Regions from separate parts of the Pan troglodytes genome. Here region 1 is linked to region 2. The links are chromatin contacts, called in public capture Hi-C maps. All regions are on one chromosome and are shown on one strand. Each heading gives the region's core, a stretch centred on a gene start, on an enhancer-like site or on the middle of the called end of the contact. The rest is flanking DNA. Distances are from core to core; before and after follow the strand shown. Region 1 overlaps HDAC7 (histone deacetylase 7). Region 2 has its middle 16 kb from the start of HDAC7.

Evidence for each region. Capture Hi-C pulls out chosen DNA fragments and counts their contacts.
Region 1: a capture Hi-C map of stem cell-derived neural stem cells shows a contact between it and region 2, with 4 times the contacts expected there. The contact joins two enhancer-like sites. A contact is called at or near these places in 3 of 7 Hi-C or Micro-C datasets (blood, induced pluripotent stem cells and stem cell-derived neural progenitor cells) and 1 of 1 other capture datasets (stem cell-derived neural stem cells).

What each region holds. Positions count from the first base shown.
Region 1 is chr10:48,062,910-48,066,457 of NHGRI_mPanTro3-v2.0_pri, reverse strand. It overlaps HDAC7 (histone deacetylase 7), which reads right to left. Exons shown (of 27, transcript XM_063785704.1): 15 at 3,212-3,345; 16 at 2,927-3,047; 17 at 2,600-2,649; 18 at 1,153-1,260; 19 at 863-918; 20 at 601-688. Among named protein-coding and RNA genes, the nearest start is that of SLC48A1, 17 kb to the left of the region's middle. Within about 2 kb of position 2,212, at least 1 of the 24 cell types and tissues checked has an H3K27ac peak or open chromatin away from gene starts, as enhancers often do. A contact at or near this core is called in stem cell-derived neural stem cells, where this site is marked.
Region 2 is chr10:48,017,163-48,020,685 of NHGRI_mPanTro3-v2.0_pri, reverse strand. No RefSeq gene overlaps it. Among named protein-coding and RNA genes, the nearest start is that of HDAC7, 16 kb to the left of the region's middle. Within about 2 kb of position 1,330, at least 1 of the 24 cell types and tissues checked has an H3K27ac peak or open chromatin away from gene starts, as enhancers often do. A contact at or near this core is called in stem cell-derived neural stem cells, where this site is marked.

The DNA.
Region 1 (3,548 bases), core at 963-3,462, 45 kb before region 2:
TCCTCCACCGCTCTCAACTTCTGCTTAGAAATGTCTCTTACACAGCTGTCAGTGCAGAAGGGACATAGCTTAGCAGTTAAACGCAAGCACTCTAGAGCTAACCCGCCTGGGTTCAAATCCATCTCATGACTTACGAATGACTGTGTGTGAGTTACTTAATCTCTCTGTGCTCACTTTCATCTGTAAAGTGGGTTATAGTCAGGATTAAATCCATCATGTGTAAAACCATCAGTGTCTGGATGTGATTAGTGGTGTACTGATGTTATCTGCTATTATTCTTATCATCACTACCTGTACAGGAAATGCAGAAATTACTAGATCTGCCACAAGAAGCCAATAGAGGTCAAAAGACAACACTCAAATGACAGCTCCTACTCGTTGCAGGGGTTTGCGATGGCTGAATGCGTTCCCACACGCCATCCCCTCTAGGCCTCCCAACTGTGATGTGGGTGTTATCTTCACCCAAATTTTACACAAGGGGAAACTGAGGCTCAGAGAGGCTACTGCAGAACTAAGACATGAAGCCACATCTCTAACATCAGGCTCAGGGCTTTTCCCCCAGGGCTCTCGAATTGGAGGGTGCTACGGACAGGCACCTACCCAGTCTACAATGAGGATCTTGCTGGCCTTGCTCTGCTGTTGCAGCTGCCGGCAGGCGATGGCCACTGAGTTGAAGAAGCAGAAGCCCCTGGAAGGAGAGACAGGTCCTGCCAGCCCATTCTCTCCACATGCCCTCACCTCCCCAGGCCCCTGGGTTGGCCCAGCCTGAGAAAGCTCAGGGAAGAAGAGAGAATGTCCCTGAAGGAAGTTCCTGGGGGCTTGCCCCCCACCTCATCCCACCCAGGTCTTCCCTTAGCCTTACATGGCTGTTGAATGATCTGCATGGTGTCCTGGGGGCCGCACCACAGCGAAACCATTCTGGAAAAAGAAAGAATGCTTGTCAATCAACAGACAGCTCTGACCCACAGCTGCCTGAACGTACCCCAAGAGTTCCAATCTCAACCTGGTTCCCAGAGCCCTCAATTTCCCCTCCAAAACCCCGTAGCAATCTCTAAGAGGAATGCGATGCCTGGGGTTCTGGGCCTGGATTCCCCACTACCCCACTCTGCTGCCTCCTTTGTGGTGTGTCCACCTTCAACCCAAACCTCCTACCTTTAGCTCACGAGAAGCCACTTTGAAGGCGAGGTCAGTGACACTGCCAGCGGCCCAGCGGGCTGCATTGGAGGAATGCAGCTCATTCCAGATGGTGTCAGTGTCCACCTGCGGGAGCCAGAGTCAGGGCCCGCATCATCCAAGGCTTCACACAGGAGCCAGGGCCCAAGGGGGTGGTCCCCACCCCACGGCCAGGACCCCAGGGGCAGGGAGCTGGGCAGACAGTGCTGCCTCCCCAGTGCCCCACCGCCCAAAGGCAAGGCCTCCTGTGTCCCCCAATCCCAGCATGACTTTTTCCCAGCTTAAGTCCCAGCACCAGCCCATTATCTGGCCAGCACTCTGCTGGCAGCATCACGCCTGCCTCCCCGGTCAGGGGAGGGGGCATGGCGTTACCTGGGCGGGACTTGGGGTTTGGGCCGGGAGGGGGTTTTAAGCCCCAGCTGACTCTGCTCAGGCCCTGCGGGACGGTCGGAGCTGGAGGGGCCGTCTGCACCACTGTCTTCCACTCAGGGCCCCTAGCCCAGGCTGGGAGGCCCCCCAAACCCAGTCCCTGGGCCTCAAGGCTAGGGAGGGGCCGGGGGGCATGATGGGGAGATGGGGAGGGCGAGGCAGACCAAGAGAGGCGAGGAAGGCAGAGAGAGTCGCAAGAGGCTGGAGAAAGAGAGAGAGAGAGAAAGACAGAGAGGGAGAGGAGGGAGGAGAAAACAGAAGCAACAACAGTTGGAAAAACCAGAAAGTGGCAAGAAATGGGAAGTTGTGAATAGGGCACTGACTGGCTCCCAAAGTCCCCCACCAGCTACAGCTCCCACTTTCCCTCCGGAATGAGGCCTCCATCCCCTGCCTCTACACACCTTGCTTGAGAAACTACTGCAGGGATAGTGTTAGGCGAGGAGAGCTGAGCCAGAGGGAGCGGGAAGCTCCCTTCACAAAGGGGTGAGGACTTAGGAAGCAAAGCTCGCGAGCGGAGTTTGGGGCTGTGTCCCGGAGTAGGGAGTGCTGGGATCGCCAAGGACACTGGAAGCACCACCGTGATGTCACACCAGGCAGCCCAAGGTCTGGGGACCAGGCTGAGGTACCCCAACTTGCCACTTAAGAGCAGACAGAGCAGCCTGACGGCCAATGCCCAGTCATGGGGGTCTTTGAAGGGAGAGATGATCCTAAGCCCCAGCCTTGGCCCTGCTCCTGAAACCTCACTCAACATCTACCAGACACCTTCTAGGGGCAAGGCTTAGGCTGGACTCCGCATTCGGGGGAGACTGTGGGTCCGAGACACGCCTGTCCAAAAGGAGCTTCCTGCTGCAGGGGGCACCTCAGGAAGTCCCTGGCTCACCCTGTCTGGCAGAACCACAACAAGCAGAGGTTCTGCAGGGGCTGGGCCTGGGAGAACCACAGGGAGGAGAGCTGAGAGCCCTGGCAACGCCCCCCTGAGACCCCTGGGCACACTTACCCCAACCCCACCACAGGGCAGCATCACAAACATCCGCTGTGCCAGGAGCCCTGCGGGGAGAGGCCCAGCCCACGTCAGCGTGAATACTCTCAGCCTTTGGCCCAACAGGGAGCAGGGAGCCCAGACAGCAGGGCCGGGTGAGTATTGGGGGAGAGAAATATGGAAGGGAGAGGTGGAGGTGGGCTGAGGAGGGGCTCGGCAGCAAGCTGGAGTAGGGACGTCCAGGGTGCAGGAGGAGGCTGGCTGGGCGGGCAGAGCCGAGACAGGAGTGCATGGGAGCTGGGTGAGGTAAGCTGGCATGGGGAGACAGGGCCACTAGGCCATTACCTGCCAGCTTCCCGTTGTCCAGTTTGAGGCGGCTGAGCGGGTTGGTGCCGTAGAGGAGCACGTGCCGCTCAGAGTGGACCGACTGCAGCTCTTCCAGGGAGGCCTTCCGGCCTCGGAGACACTGAAAAGGGGACCACAGAGCTCTGAGCTCATGCTCGCCCCTTCCCTCCCATCACCACCACCCCATGTGCCCCTCATCTCTCATGGGCCCCAGGGCCCCCCACCCCTCCCCTCCCACGACTCCTCCCTCCACCCATTCCTCGGGCCCCACCCGCGCCTCCTCACCTCACACTGGCTCCGGAGCCCCCGCTCCTGCAGCCGGGACCAGATGCTCTGGATGCGGCCGGCGTGCTCCGGGTGCCTGCTGTTGTCACCGCAGGAGCACTGGTGCTTCAGCATGACCGAGTCATAGATCAGCCCTGCAGGAGCAAGGGTCAGAGCGGGGACCCAGGGAGTCCTCACGCCCCATGGCCTTGGCTGCAGAGAACACGCCAGCACCGCCACAGCAGGCACCCACATGGAGCCGGGCGGGTACACACCCCTCACACCCACACAGGCCTGCATTTCATCCTGCCCCTACCCCAGCCCCAGCCCCTCACACCTGTCCACACACGCCCAGACA
Region 2 (3,523 bases), core at 81-2,580:
TACATGGTCATTCACAGATGAGAAAGCTGAAGATCAGAGAGCTCACACATTTTCCCCAAGGTTACACAGTCAGTAAGAGACACTATCAGGATTCCAATGACCTGCTGTTAAAGTTCATCTCTTATTCACTCATTGCCTCCCTCAAGGCTGAAGAGTGGGGTGGAGGGGAGACCAGCAGAGCTACTGAGCTCAATCTGCCTCCTTGGCCCTCCCAGCCCAGAGCTCTGCCAGCGGTGGTAGGAGGAGTGTGGTAAGTATTTGCTGATGAATGAACAACCGAAGGACAAAATAATGAACTGTCATCTTCCAAGGCAAAGGATTGCAGAAGCCACTGATATCCTGCCCACCGCCCTCCCCATCCACTCCTCTACCACCTCCAGTCCTTCCTGTGAACACAGCAGAGGCAGGAGCCTCTTGGGGTGGGGTCCCTATCAGGGAGGAAGTGCAGCTGGCTTCTCCCCCACCCCCTTTATCACTTCTCCCCCATCCCTACTTTATCACCCAGGGCCTCCACAATCCCCTCCCTGTCCCTCTCCGGGGGCTCCTGGGTAGGAGAGGGAAAGACATGTAAATCAGTGGGGCTAGGGGAAGTGGAGGAAGCAGAAAGGATACCAGGAGCATTTCCCCTACACGCTTAACCTGGGGCTCACAGTCCTTGCCAGGCTGGGCCAGTGGCTTAGGGGACCAAGCCCTTTCTGATAGGCCGCTTGATCTATCTGGCCAGCCTAGTAGGCAAATGGGGAAATGGTAGTCAGGAGTTGACAAAGTTGGGGCACCTGCCCTCACTTTGGCCCTAGCCCCATGCCGGCTGCCACAGATGTTCACAGGTGTCCGCAGGATTATTTTGTTTTTGTTGTTTTTTGACATAGGCTCTCGCTCTATTGCCCAGGCTAGAGTGCAGTGGTGCGATCATGGCTCATTGCAGACTCAACCTCCGGAGCTCAGGCAGTCCTCCCACCTTGGCCCCCCAGGTAGCTAGGACTACAGGCACATGCCACCAGGCCCAGCTAATTTATTTTTAAAATTTGTTTGTAGAGATGCCGCCTCTCTATGTTGCCCAGGCTGGTCTTGAAATCCTGGCCTCAAGTAATCCTCCCGCCCCGGCCTCCCAAAGTGTTGGGATTACAGGCATGAGCCACCATGTCCAGCCAGGATTTGGGATTGGGTCAGGGTGGCATGGGCCTTTCCAGAGGCCCAGTAGGCTTCTGAGTGCAAGTGAAGAGTGCAGCGGGGAGGCCCTACGGAGCTAAATAAGGGCTGTTGACCAGGCTATGTGTGACTTCTCCTTTCACCACCAAGGTCTGGAGGTCTAAGGGGAGCTCTGCCCACTACCCCCAGGAGCTCACGGGAGCTTCTTCCTGCCTTCCTCCTCTCAGCAACCAGTATCTAGGAGGCCATGCCTTCCTTCCCAGAGTCCAGCTCAGACAATTTGCAGAACAACCCAGCTTGAAATTTGATACTTGATCCACCCCTCGTGCATCCCCTAGATCAAATAACCCTGGATCTGTGACCCTTGGCTCAGATCTGTCTAATTCTTAGAGTCTGTTCAGACTTGGAGTGAGGCTGTTGAGTCCTGAGGAGGGAGGGGCTGTGGCAGCATTGACAAGTTCCCCGCATTCCTGTGGTACCTGAGTCTTTCCAATGACTCCCCTCACCTGAGGCTCAATCTCTCGTTACCCACCCGCTTCCCTTCCTTATCGGTGAGGTCTTGAACAACTGAACCAAAGAGCTTCTGGTTCATGTGCTCATGTTAACCTGCAAGAGGGCACAGTCTTTGGCTCTGTCTCAGTCAACTCTGAATATGGTCTGCAGACCTAGGTTTTGGAAGATGCAAGAGCAGGAGGGATGGTGAGAATACTGGATGACAAAATGAGGATTCAAAACATTGAGCAGGCCAGTGTGGGATAATCAAATCAGATAAATATAAAGAGGGACAAACGCTACATTCTGCATTTAGTCAAAAACAAATTGGTGGCCAGGCACGGTGGCTCACACCTGTAACCCCAGCACTTTGAGAGGCCAAGGCTTGGGAGGAAGGGAGGGGGTTTGCTTCAAGTCAGGAGTTCAGGACTAGCCTAGGCAACATAGAGAGACCTCGTCTTTACAAAACACAAAAAAATTAGCTGAGTGTGCCAGTGGTCCCAGCTGCTCAGGAGGCTGAGATGAGAGGATTGCTTGAGCCCAGGAGTTTGAGTCTGCAGTGAGCTATGATCATGCACTCCGGCCTAGGCCACAGAGAGACCATCTCTCTCTTTCTGTCCTTCTCTTTCACACATACACACACACACACACACACACACACACGAATTAGCCAAGTACAGAATGAGGGGGATGTGGCAGACACTTTAGGGAGAGGAGTTAGTATGAAGCTTCTGAAGCCACATGGAATTAACTTCACAGGTTCTGAAGCTGAAAGGAAGGTGTTTAAATTTGCATAAGTCTGTTTGCATTTCATTTTCTAGCAGGGACATTATTAGCCTTTTTGACTCTCATTTTCTCACAAGTGTACAGTGGAGTTTTCCGGAGGCTTCTTGACACATGATATCATAACAGGTTGAATGCAGAAGCCAATATGAGAATCTGGCTGCCTTCTACTAAACCAGACATTAAAGAGATTTGCAAAACTGTGAAACAATACTGTCTTGTCATTAAATTAGTTTTACTTTGGAAACTGGTTATTTTAAAGAAAAAAATGTGTTATTTGTTCTAACTTTTAATAGATTCATTATTGCCACATTTAAAGAGTACACTTTAAAAATGTCTGTTTTAATTTCTAATGGTACATATTGATGAATCTAACCCACACACACAAAAGTTCTTTGGGGTCCTTCTTTTTAAGAGAGTAAAAGGATGCCAGGACCCAAATGCTTGAGAAACTCTGGTTTAGAGGCAAGCCACAGAGCTGCACGTTCGGAGAACTGCACGTACCCAGACACGGTGGTCGGTTGAGTTTCAATGTCTGGAACAAAGACAAATGACACTGAAGAGATCATGGTGGGGTTTATACCTCATCAGAGAAGCAGGGTTCCAACAAACATGGGGATAAATGAATCGATCAAACCCGATTCTTGAAACTTGTCTTGATTCCCTTTTCTCTGGGCATAAGCCACCCCTTGCCAGAGAATACTGACATTAATTATAGGTCAGTAAATACGCATGTAGTGAAGTCCAGGTGTTGGTGATTGTTGAAGGATTGACATTGACAAATAAAGAACATGACTGAAAGAAGTTGGGGACAGTAGTCACTAGAGTTCCATGCATTTCAGATTTATATTCCTATCTTCCCACCTCTTTCCCACACTTTTCTCCCCAGGCAGCTTTCGGCTGGGGCCAATTTGGTTTATTAAGTGGCACACCTGCCCCCTGGTGGCCAGGTGGTACAATGACACCTTCTCTCAGTTCTGGTAGATATCATGGAGCAGGAGTCCCTAGCACCAAGAAGCTGAGATCCGGAAGAGGCGCCCCAAAAAATCAGCCTGGAGTGAGTCTAGAGGGCCCATCAGGGATCGGAGGTTGGAATGTG